Linked DNA regions of Mus musculus: region 1 is linked to region 2. A link is a contact called in public promoter capture Hi-C data. All regions are on one chromosome and are shown on one strand. The core of a region is the stretch at or near the end of the contact, and the rest is flanking DNA. Distances in the headings are between cores, read along the strand shown.

What was found. Capture Hi-C pulls out chosen DNA fragments and counts their contacts.
Region 1: a contact with region 2 is called in a promoter capture Hi-C map of liver. The contact joins the promoter of Ttc3 here to the promoter of Morc3 in region 2. A contact is called at or near these places in 4 of 39 promoter capture datasets (the 3T3-L1 cell line, cranial neural crest, maxillary cranial neural crest and 1 more), 2 of 484 Hi-C or Micro-C datasets (both in embryonic stem cells), 3 of 115 datasets of contacts at active chromatin or transcription factors (epiblast stem cells, extraembryonic endoderm stem cells and microglia) and 2 of 9 other capture datasets (adipose tissue and liver).

The regions. Positions count from the first base shown.
Region 1 is chr16:94,369,370-94,375,727 of GRCm38.p6, reverse strand. It overlaps Ttc3 (tetratricopeptide repeat domain 3), which reads right to left and starts at 4,989. Exons shown (of 46, transcript NM_009441.2): 1 at 4,867-4,989. Pigp (phosphatidylinositol glycan anchor biosynthesis, class P) reads left to right here and starts at 5,178. Exons shown (of 5, transcript NM_001159618.1): 1 at 5,178-5,362; 2 at 5,536-5,639. The coding sequence starts at 5,298.
Region 2 is chr16:93,828,398-93,834,677 of GRCm38.p6, reverse strand. It overlaps Morc3 (microrchidia 3), which reads right to left and starts at 2,557. Exons shown (of 17, transcript NM_001045529.3): 1 at 2,330-2,557. The coding sequence starts at 2,368. Gm30881 (a long non-coding RNA gene) reads left to right here and starts at 1,586. Exons shown (of 3, transcript XR_876266.3): 1 at 1,586-1,827.

The DNA of each region.
Region 1 (6,358 bases), core at 3,740-6,239, 540 kb before region 2:
ACTCCAATGTCCACTTCTGGCTTTTGTGGGCACCAGGCATAAAAGTGGTACACAAGACATATGTAAGTAATACAACCATACATATAATTTTTTTTTAAATGTAATTTGTAATTAATTTCATTTGATGGACTGGGGAAAAGATGAAACAGAATCTCAGAAGATATAGAAAAGCATGTGACAAAATGGAAAGCCTCCCCTAACGTGACAAGTTATCTATAAAACCTTCCACAAATGCTACTGTTAACAGTTCATCCATTTCTTTGAAATTGGAAATGAGTATGTGCACTACTATAATCACTTCTAATGAACAACCATAACCACTTCAACTGAACACACATTTAAAAGTATGCCAGAACATGAAAACACACACAATAAATTGAAAAGGAAAAAAAAAACCCTAAACATTAACATTACAAATGACAAAAAAAAAAAAAAAGAATGGAGTTCAAAATATGAGAAATAAAATACAAAGCAGAAAAAAAGTATTATTTATAACAGCAACCAATTTCAATTCTCCACAAAACTGGTTGGATTGACTTCACTTAAGCCCCAAAGGGTTTTTCAAGACTGATTCTTAAAGGTCAAAGGTCCAGGAACAGGTGAGACTCAAGAGTTTCCTGGGCAGATTACTGAAGGGCTAAGAATGCAGCTAAGAATGCAGCTCAGTGGTACAGTAACTGAGTAGCACGCTCAAGGCCCTGCCTGGGTTGAATCACGGCACCATTTAACAAATACTGTGCTTCACAACATGACCCTCTCTATGTCCAAAAACCAAACCAAAACAAACACACCAGATTTCAGGTAAAGCTACAGTGGTAATAACTAAGAAAGAATAGGTACCAACAGATAAAGATGAGGTGACAAAAAGACAAGCCAGAAACAGATCCATACACAGAAACACTCAGCAGGCAAGTGAGATGCTACAACTCTGGTAAACAGAAGTCAAATTCAATATATACAACAGAGAAGGTGACAAGATGAATGAGTCACTAGCTCACAGCATACACAAAAACTGATTACAGGTGGATTATGAATTTAAGTGAGAAATGCATCATTTAAAAAATGTCTAAAAAGAAACACAGTGGACATCTTAGTATGTCCAAAGCAGGGGACATTTTCATTGGATATTAAAATTAAGAATTGGGCTGTACAATGTAGTTTAGTGGTTGAAAACTTGTGTCACATGCTCTGAGTTTTTTCAATGCACATTTAATAAAAAGTGCTCCCAGTTTGTCAGCTTAAAAAGACAATTCAGTATTCTTTAAAAGTAGGTGAAAAAACAGGGCCATGTTTTCCACACAAGGGAAACACCTGACGCTATGTGAAGAGTCTCAATCTCATTAATAAATGCAAATTTTAACCACAATGATGCACCATGTTGCACTACTGGCAAATACAAAGAGATCTAAGATAACAAGTGTTTAACAGGCTGCAGGTTGCCTAAAACTCTCATATAACGCTGATCAAAGTATAGAAACTGACAAAACTATTAAGTAAAAACACAAGCTGGTACTAACACTTCAGATCCAGTTTGAAATCATTTTATAAAGTTGAACATTCATACCCCTAAAAACCAGCAGTTCCACTCCTACTAAATAACTCATGATGCTGGGTACTCCAATCTATTCACAAAGCACTAAAGATGCTTTTGAAACTTATGTAATTCCCTCGAGCTACTAACGATATCTGAAAGAGTTCAGCATTGCAAAGGATAAATTTCTAGAGTATCAAAAGGACATTTTAAAGTAAAACTATGGTTTTTCCAAATACATAACTAGGCCAGCAGGTTGGCTCAGTGGGTAGGAGTGCTTGCCACCAAACCTGACAACCAGAGCCCAATCCCCAATCCACATGTGTCCTCCAGGCTCCCTGCATGTGCCATGGCACATATACCCACACAAGTAAATAGGTGTCAAACCTTTGTAGGTATTATAGCTAGTTTTATCACACAATTGAGTTGAATAAAAGTAATTAGAAACACTAAAAATTAACAGAAAAAAACAAATTATACCACTTTCTATATAAGTGGACAGAGGAAGTGCTAGAATTAAAAGAGGCCTTTCCAGCATTTTAAACTATTCTTTTGCTTTCCTACTTGCAGCTATACCATAGTTCTTCCAAGTGGGTGTGCTGGTTACATTTCTATGGGAAAACAGAACAGTCAAAATGCCCACCAACAGAAACAGAAGTAAACCGCATTATATTCATCCATCGTTACACAAGCAGTAAAGAATTAATGGCTTACATCTCTACGGAGTATTAGTTACTTAGAAACACAGCATTTAGTGAAAGTAAGTTTCAGAAGACTATACCCAGAATAATGTGCTTTACTCAAACACAGAAGCTATACACACAATTCAGTGCTAAATGATACACAAAAATCTGATAAAAATGTTTAAAATACAAGAATAACATGAATTCAGGATAATCACCTCTGAAAGTGAAATATTCAATACTGGTTAGGTTGATTCTTGGTCCCACTGGTAGACTTGTAAGTGTTCATTTGTTTTACTTCACAGTTTGTCAATAAATAAGTTACATGTATTCTGAATATATCAAGTACTACATCAAAGAGGAAAGGATTTAAAGAAAAACATCATACCTTTAAAGTGTTTTTAATTCTATCAGTTCACTTGCTGTGTGGGAGGTACATATAACATACCATGAAATCTTATCTTTACATCAGCCAAAGCAACATTAGATAACATAACTGTTCATTTCAATGAATGTTATGAGGACCAAAATCATTAAAGACCGAACCAACCAGCTGTGAGAGTTTAACCCATTTGCTGTCACATGGCTAGACAAAAGGCAGTCTTTTAAGCAAATTTAGCAGAAAGCTAAAGTCATAAATAAGATGGTCAGTAAAAAGAGGAAAAAAAAGTTTGTTAGCAAGCATGTGAGGAAATGGGTGTTCTCCATATCAGTGACCATTAAAACTGGTACAACCACTTTGAACGTTTCTATCATATCTGGTTAAGTGGAAGATGTATATATTCTACTACCCAGCAAAATTATGCTTAAGGGTATGTCCTAGAGAAACTCCAAAAGTGTGCACAGCAAACAGGTACAGAGATATTTATTGCAGGACCGTTTTAAAGAGTAAAGACTATAAACAATTCCAAAGTCCATCAAAATGAGTACAATGCAGTGCTATACCAACATTTATAATAATTCAAAGAAAGTACAATTATTCGATTTATTCATATATAAATCTCAAAACGTGATGCTGAGTGAAAAAGCAAGTTGCAAAAAGTCACAATTTTATATCACTTTGGTTAAAAACAAATACTATGTATTGTTTATATATTCACCATTACCAAATTATAAGTTATGCATGGAAATGATACACACAAACCTGAACACAGTGGCTATCTCTAGGTAAGGAGGGGCTCAAACTCTCAGCATCTCCAAAAATGTTTAAGCTTTTTTTTGTTTGTTTTTGTTTTTGTTTGTTTTGGAGAATCTGAAGTAAATTTGGCAAAAAAATAAATATATAACAAACAAAATGGCCTGATTTGGTTAGATCTACCTGTGTTTAATCTCTAAGTATTCCAGAAATTAAAAGAGAAAAAAGGAAAATTAAGCAACAATAAGAAAACCGAGCAGGAGAGAAAGACAATCCGCAGCCCTTGAGCGCAAAGCACAAACCCCTGACAAGCACAGTAGTGGCAATTGAATCCCTAGGAGAGTTTTACCGTATAACAAACCCATTTTTCTTAAAATAAAATACACATTTCTTGAAAGAACGTGTTCTAACTAGAGCTGTGGTTGTGAGAAAACTGCCCCGGAGAGAGCAGTAAAACCTGTATGATTTCAACCCTGTTCCCTTGATCCCTCGCCAGAGTCCAGAGCTTTAAAAGGCTGCTATAAACACCCTGCAATACCCAGTGTTAGCCATCGCCTGGTGAGAGGCACAAGCACAAACGGTGGAAAGAATTTGCAAACTGAAGGACGTCTGGAAACTACAAGCTTCTGAGAAAGGTACCGTGCAGTGGTACCGACACACCCTCGGCTTCATTTTGGTCCTTTGTCCCCCCACCCCCCTAGTCTGTCCCCTCCCCAATAGGAGATGGCAGCCCAGGCCTCAGTGACGTCGCCAGCACTGCGGAGCAGCAGCCCTGCGCAGGCGTAGGAAAAGGCTGCAGGTGGGGAGGTGGGGTGGGGGGCAGCTCTGCGTCCCTCCCGGGTCCTCCCAGAAACGGGGGTGGGGGTGGGGGGGAGAGGCGCGCACACACAGACCAGGGGCAGCGCGCACGCGCGTCACCGCAATTCCAACCCCGCGCACGCCACAGGGCCCCTACACAGCGCACCTTTGGGGACCCTCGAGGACGCACGCGCGCGCCTGCCACTGCAGCCTGCCGCAGCGGCGGGTGGGCGGGCGCGCGCGGGTGCTGAGGAGGGGGCGCGCACACCACAGGGAAGGCAGTGACAAAGGTGGGAGGGGAACCACCATCCTCAGAGGATGAGAAGGACGCCCACGCCGTCGTAGGGAAGGGAGAGCGTAGGAACAAAGCGGGCCAGCCGCAGACCCAGAGGCGCGTCCCCGAGCGCTCGGAACGCGGGAACGGGTACCTGACCCGGGATGTCACCCGCACGCCAGGCGACGCGCACACAAAAGACCCCCCTTCTACCGTTAAGGACGCCCGAGGGTCACTGGACAAAGGGAACACACCCACAAGGGCAAGGGCGGCCACACCCCCTCAGCGCGCGGGCGCTCGGCGAGACGCGCGGCGACGCGCACACCCACACTCACCACACACCCACGGAGGGAGGTGTGGAGCGCCCCGATGCCCGGGCATCTCGGCTGCGGCGGGACGCGCAGACGCTTCCGTGAGCCCCGCCGCGCGCAGGGTCTGCACTCACCCGGGCCCGCAGCCCGCGAGCCTCAGACGCGGGCTGCCGACGCCTCCGGCCCTCCACGTCAACCAGACCCGCAGAGCGAACGCTCCGCGGCTCCTGAGGCGGGCGGGTCACGTGGCTTAGGGTGCGCATGCGCAGTCGCCGCGTCGCCCCCTCAGCTCGGTGGGGTGGGTGGTGAGACCGTGCTAGCCCCCTCGCTGCGGTCGCGGTGCGCCTGCGCCAAGCGGCGGGGGCGCCTGCCAGCCTCTGCTTTTCCTCAGGTTTTTTTTTTTTTTTAATTTCCGCCCACGCTGCGGGGGTAGCTGAGCCGCGCCTGCGCATTGGACTGAGTGGGGCTGAAGGGTGGGGACGGGTGGGCGTCGGTGCTCGCAGGACTCAAGGTCCCGGGCCTCCTGTTTCCTCTGAGCCTCACGAAGGCTGGGACAGGGCCCATCATGAGAGGGCAGGACTCGGGGCCTCTGTCCAGCCCGGGCCCCTTCCTCGCCTCAGAGGGTCCGAGGTGCGCATTTTCCCCGCAGCGCGCGCTCCCGCCGCCCCCTCAGCTGCAGTGGCGCGCGCGCGCGAACATCCGCAGTGGCTGTGTCCGCAGCAAGCGATGAGATTATGTAACAGACCATTGGTGAAGGGGGGCGGGGGGAGATGTCTGACGACGATTGTGTTCCTTTTCCACAGATTGTCTAAAGCCACAGGGAAGATGGTGGAAAATTCACCGTCGCCATTGCCAGAAAGAGCGATTTATGGCTTTGTTCTTTTCCTAAGCTCACAATTTGGCTTCAGTAAGTACTGGAATGATGGATGGCCAAGGCCCTTAATGGTATTGAGAACCAGGAAATAATGTGTTTGTCCTTAGAACGTACACACATGAACTGTTGATTCTTTCTACCTGTGTCTCTTCACGAGTCCTAAAAGGGGTACCGTTTGTTTGCTCAGTTTATGTATGCAGTTCTAGATGAACTCTCCAATATTTATTTAGCACTAGGCTTGATGCTAATGTGAATAAAACCTGGCCCCAATCCTTGAGGTCATAGTCATGTGGAGAAGCATAGTAAACCCACAGTTCAGAGAGCATGATGAGTGCCCTGGAAGAGCCTTGGAAGGTTTAGAAATTGGGGTTAGCTACCTCCAGGCCACTCCCTGGCAGTTCTATCAGAATAAGTCAGGAAGGACCATGGATAGAGTCTCTGAGTGAAGGCCTGTGAAGGTTTGGAAGTGAGATGCTTATAGCTCCAGGATAGCATGCTGTAGCTGAAGAGTGAAGATAATGGGCCAGAGAAGTCAGGTGTAAGAATGTACCCTTAACGTCTGGGATCTGCATTAATGCCCACAATGTTCCATTTTGTAGATGAGGCCACTGAGGCTTACAAAACAAAACAAAACAAAAACAAAGAACAAAAACAAACTTAATATGACCAACTCAACAAACAGAACCAAAGTCCCTCTTCAAATAGTTTGGAAGATATGAGGCAATCAAGTGGTAGAAAATTGAATGCCCACA
Region 2 (6,280 bases), core at 1,308-3,807:
CCTGGGAGTTCTCTTTAGGCTGTGGCTTATCTTTCTTATTGAGTAAAGGGTCAAGAAAATGGTATAAGCTGGCCTGGAACTCTTGATCCTCTCACTTCACCTTTCTTAGTGCTGGGCTTATATTACGCCTTGTCACTTGGATGTAGCTTTTTAAAGAAATAGCATTTGTATTTTATTTTTGGTACTGCAGTAGAACCAAGGGCCGTAGCACATGCTAAGTGTGTGCTATATTACACTGGGATATATCCCTGACCCAAAATAGAGACTTCAAATACTTGTGGCAACACCTAAGGCTAACTGTCATGAATGGAAGTTCTCTAAAGGTCCATCTGTACTGAGGATCTTGTATATGTTTGGCTAACCATAACATCATGATTGAGAAATGGAATGTTGTATGACAGCCAAAATTCTCTTGAGCTATCTTTAGTGCCCTCAAGTGCTGGAGTTGAACTTGGGCCCCAGACATGGCGGCAAGTACTCTCCCACTGAAACACAGCCCAGTCCTCTTTCCTTTTTATTTTGAGACAGGTTGTCTAGGCTGGCCTTGAACTCACTCTGTAGCTCAGGCAGGCCTTGAATTTGTAGTCCTACTACCTCAGCCTCCACAGTGGATAAAATTACAGATGTACCACAAGGCCTGACTTCTTAGTCTCTCTTAAGAGCTACTTACCATCAACTCTGTATTTGACCTAGCATCCCTTTGCTAGGTAAAACTCTCAAATGTATTGTTGGGCCCAGCAAAGATCTGCCTGCTTGCTACCTGACCCCTCCAGCCAGTACTTCTGCAAATGTACTCATCTATGCATTTATTTTGTTGTATGATTTAGGACTTCTATAAGGCTGGGGATACAGCAACATAAAGAACATTTGCCTGGCAATCAGGAAGTCAGCCACTTGTTGGGTAACCCAAGACACACACTCACCACCACCGCCACCCCCATTACTCACAGGAATCTAAATCCTGTTCCAGGACCTTAGTCACTCATAATTGACACAGGATAATTTCTATCACTATCCTGGGAATAAGAACTCTTTTGGCGCCGGGCAGTGGTGGCACATGCCTTTAATCACAGCACTCGGGAAGCAGAGGCAGGCGAATTTCTGAGCTCGAGGCCAGCCTGGTCTACAGAGTGAGTTCCAGGACAGCCAGGGCTACACAGAGAAACCCTGTCAACAAACAAAAGAGCAAACAAACAAACAAAAGAGCACAAATTGCTCTTACAGAGGACCAGGATTCAGTTACCAGCACCCCATGGGCCAACTCATAACTAGCAGTGAGGGTTCAGAAGTCCTCATCTTCAGGTGCATAAGACACACACACACATAAACTGTGTGGGGGGAAACCGTACTAACAGGCAATTTAAAACAAAACATAACAAAAAATGTGAAGAATACTCAACCTCACAAAAAAAAAAAAAGGCAGACGCGATAAAACTAGGTAACACTTCATGCACACTTGGGGCTATCACATCCCAAATGACGGAAGTAGCCTAATGAATGGACGGAGACCTGCATTCTTGAAGAGCACCTACGGGAGGTGCTTTAACCTCCGGAAATCCTTACCGCTCGCCAACGAAATTACATAACACAGTAGTACCGCTTTTTTTGCCTTTGAGACAGGACTTCCCCTTGTCTCCCTAAATTGTCCTAGAATTTGCCTGCTTCGGTCACCCGAGCGCTGGGGATGCCAGGCATGGGCCACCGCAGCCATCCTTCAAACATCAAGGAAGTAACTTTCCCCGCTTAAGACCTCAGGGCCGGCAGAGAATAAAACTTTGCAGGAATCATCAGGTGAAGCCACGCCCACAATGTTTTGGACCCGAAAGTGTAAGTCCTTTTCTGCGACCACTCCCAGCCACCTCCAAAGGGTTTGCCACCAATGGGCTCGGCCCGAAAAGGCAGGGGCATGCCAAGCAAGCGGAGGAGATGAGTCCTAGCCTCCGCTCCTCCGAGCCGGGACCGACAGGGACGGACGCGTGCAGGAACCGCGCTGCACCGCAGCCCACGCCGCCCCGACGAGGCCCGGCGGCTGCTCCCGGGGCGGGCGGGTCGCGGAGGGCGCGGCTCCCACAACAGCTGTCGGGCGCCGCAGAGCCGGAGGGAGGGAGGGAGGCCGCCTCGGCTTGCCCCGAGATGCCGCGAGCGCACCGGCCGCGCGTTACAGCCGCTCCTCCGAGCGAGGAGACATGGCGGCGGACCCTTGGCCCCGCCGCGACCTCCCGGCCGCCGCGCCAGCCCTTGAGTCGCCGCCGCCCACTGCCACCTCCTGGCTGGCCCGCCTGCCCGCCCTCCTGGGACCCGGCCCGCTCCTCCCCTCGCGGCTGCTCACCGCGCTGAGGCGGATCCCGGTGGGTGGCTGCGCCGCCATCTTGAGTGAGCTACAAAGCCAGGACCGGCCTCGGCCGCAGCCCGACTGGGAGGCTACGAGTCCGCCGCGGGCTTCAACGCCCCGCCCACTTCCGGGGCGGAACCGACAACACCAGGCCACACCCACTCATTTCCGCCTCGGGCAAAGGCGAATTAGGATTCTCAGCAGAGGCTTGCCCGAGCGGGCCTGACCTGCTGCGCGCGCAGGACCCAGGCGTTGGGCGCATGCGTAGGTGAGCGGGCGGGCGCGAGCTCCTCGCCTCGCGTAGCTGGACCTTGAGATTGAAGATTGGCGCGAAGAATGATGTGTAGAAGCTAGGCAAACTCTGATGAAAATCGCACTGCAAAAGTGTAATCCATGGCCGCTGGTAATGATGTTACTGGAATCTTACAGGACAAAATGAAGAAAATAATTACTTTTTGGGTTTGCCTGAAAATCATCAGCTTTTATCCTGGTAGTGGTAGCGCACGGACACGTTAATTCAGTGTGTGTGGAGCCCGGTACTGCAGCGAGTAGCATGTAGAAATTAGTCAAGAAAGGGATGCTAAATAGTACAAGTAAAGAGAAGGTTAAAAGATTTGCAAGAGTATTTACTGCAGTCTTAACGATAGTCATATTTTTATTTATAAAAGTTCAGACGGGCAGTGGTGGCGCACGCCTTTAATTCCAGCACTTGGAAAGCAGAGGCAGGCAGATTTCTGAGTTCAAGGCCAACCTGGTCTACAAAGTGAGTTCCAGGACAGCCAGGGCTACACAGAGAAACCCTGTCTCGAAAAAAAAAAAAAAAAAAAAACAACAAAAACAAAAAAAAACTAAACAAAACGAAAAAAAGTTCAGTTCATCTTCTGCTGATAAACAATTTAGTATCCTTTATTATAGACCGCTGTCTATTAAACACTACAGTATGGGATGGATCCTCTCCTTTTCCTACACGTCAACTGTGTTTTCTCTTCATATTTTAACTGTAGGCTTGTAAAAACTTAAATACTTTTAAATTAATAAGGGGATGTAAAATTAAAACCTGTGGTATTCACTGTTTTTAAGAGTGAATAAGAGGCACAAGATAAGCAAAACTGGTGTCTAGTCTTGCAGAACAGGTGGCTGTCAAGACAGTTGAACCATGATGGCCGGTCAGTGAGCCGTGCAGTCAACCTAGAGAGTGTCAGCAGCCCAGGCTGCGCAAATTCTCCACTGAACTGCAAATAGCTTAGTCTAGAAACTCCCCTGTGGATTTGACCAGAGGTTTGTTCCCATGGGGATTCTAAATCTTGTCAAGTTGACAGGATTAACAAGCAGGTCAGCCTTGTTTTCCTGTTTCATCCGAGTCTGGTTGTCTTTGCGGGGAAAACAGTGCCTAGGGTGGGACAAATACTTGTTCATCAGGGAAGAGGATTCCCCACGGGATGCAGCTGAGGAAAGCCTGTCTCGCCACATTTTCTTGAGATCCACATAATCGCTTTGTTTTTCTTTTTGAAAGAGAGCCTCCTGTAACCCAGGCTGGTCTGCTTTGTACTTGAGGTTGACAAACTCCTGACCCTCTTGCCTCTATCTCCTAAATCCTGGGATTATAGATGTGAATCACTACCACACCTCCCTGCAGTATTTTGTTTGTTTATTGTTGTTAAACACACGTAAACTTCACCTTTTAAAGGTCAGATTAGGGGCGTTCAGTGTGTTCCCACAATGGAGGTCAATGCAGCCATCCATCTTCCACTCTCCCCTTTCGGCCCCTAATGACTACCATGCAACTCTGCATGGATTTAAGTGAAATCATGAAATATGTAGTGACACGTGGTAGGCTTTTTCTCTCCCTTGGTGAGGCAGATATAGGCCAATTTAGATCAGATTAAAAGTAAATAAAGACAGGTTGATTAGGAGGCAGCTCTTGGGTGGGTTCAGTGATCTAAGCCGCACATCCAGGGTAAAGCAAGGGGGTTTATGGGTCTTGTGCGCGGGGTGATGACGTCTGGGATTGTGCCTATACATAGTCAAAAAGACCCCGTGTGTGGGCAGCTCCCAGTCAGAGTGATGACATGTTAGTCTGGAGTTTTTTTCTTAAATCGCAGGGGGAGTTTTCTCTGTGTGGGCGGGGTCAGGGGAAGGAGGGCAGACAGGGTTTCCCAGGTTGTGCAGGGGCTGAGCAGGGGTTCCAGCCTAACAACTAGTTTATCAAATTTAGCGTAATGACTTCATATCAGGACATGTCTCAGAAATCGACTCTTTTTTTTTTTTTTAAGATTTATTTATTTGAGTACACAGTCGCTGTCTTCAGACACACATCAGATTCCATTACAGATGGTTGTGAGCCACCATGTGGCTGCTGGGGATTGAACTCAGGACGTCTGGAAGAGCAGTCAGTGCTCTTAACCTCTGAGCCATTTCTCCAGACCTGGTCTCGGCTTGTTGTTGTTTTGGGTTTTTAAAATTATCATTATTCTTTGTGAGAGTTTATTTCTTTTGTGCATGTGAGTGTTTTGCCTGAATGCGTGTCTGTGCATCACACGTGTGCAGTGTCTGAAGAGACCGGAAGAAGCTGTTAGAAGCTCTGGAAGTGGAGTTACAGTGGAGTTACAGATGATTTGCGAGCTGCCCTATGGGGGCTGGGAACCGGAACAGGTGCTCAGCGTGAACCGCCAGCGCTATTAGCCATCGGGCACCTCTCCATTCATGAATTCTGTTCGCTTTAAGAATGTGGGACTTGAAGCCGGTAGCGCACTCCTTTAGTCCCAGCACTCGGGAGGCAGAGGCAGGCGGATTTCTGAGTTTGAGGCCAACCTGGTCTACAAAGTGAGTTCCAGGTCAGCCAGGGCTACACAGAGAAACCCTGTCTCGAAAAAAAAAAAAAAAAAAAAGAATGTGGGACTGGAGAGATGGCTCAGTGGTTAAAAGCATTGACTGCTCTTCTAGAGGTCCTGAGTTCAAATCCCAGCAACCACATGGTGGCTCACAACCATCTGTAATGGGATTTGATGCCCTCTTCTGGTGTGTCTGAAGACAGCTACAGTGTACTTACATATAATAAATAAATCATAAAAAATTTTTAAAAATGTAATATCAGTGTACTAGTGAAGACTCGATGGGCTTTTCATGACCTGGTCCCTGTCCCAATTCTTCTTTCTTGAGGAGACATGAAGGAACATCTCCTCACTGCAGAAAGGCCTTCTGTGACAGAGCCAAGTAGGAGACACTGAAAGGAGCTGTGTCAGTGCGAACAGAGGAGGGCTGGAGAGACTGCTCAGCAGTTAGGAGTATGTGCTGCCTTGCAGAAGACAGTCTAGGATTCTGTTACCAGCATCCATATGGCAGCTCACAGATATAGCTTCAGTCCAGGAGACCCAGCACACTTTTCTGACCTCCCAAGGTACCAGACATTCACAAATTGCAAATATATACATGCAGACGAACATTCTTGCATACAAATAAAAGTGCATGTAGGAGAGGAGACGGAATACCTTCCTCATCTGGGCGTCATAACATCCGGGGATAGGTGCTCTGCAAACATGCTGTAAGGGTCATAGGTCTCCTGTCTCAGAGGTTTTTGCTTTCTCTCTATAGTTGGCTTAGGGTTTTATTGCTGAGAATACAAGCCATGGCCACAACTCTTATCAGTGAAAACATTTAATTAAGACTAGCTTGCAGGTTTAGTCCGTTGTCATGGTGGGAAGCACGGCATCATACGGGCAGACGTGGTACTGGAGAAGTTGCTGAGAGTTGTGCGTCTGGATTCACAGGCAGCAGGAAGAGAGTTGAACACTGGCTTGGCTTGAACATCTGCGACCTGAAAGCCCACCCCCAGTGATGCACTCCAACAAGGCCACTCCCTAATGGCATGTGGGGGGCATTTTCATTTGTACCACCACAGTAGTCCACCCCTATTCTTGGAAGTGCTTTCCTTTCTTAATAGATGGACCC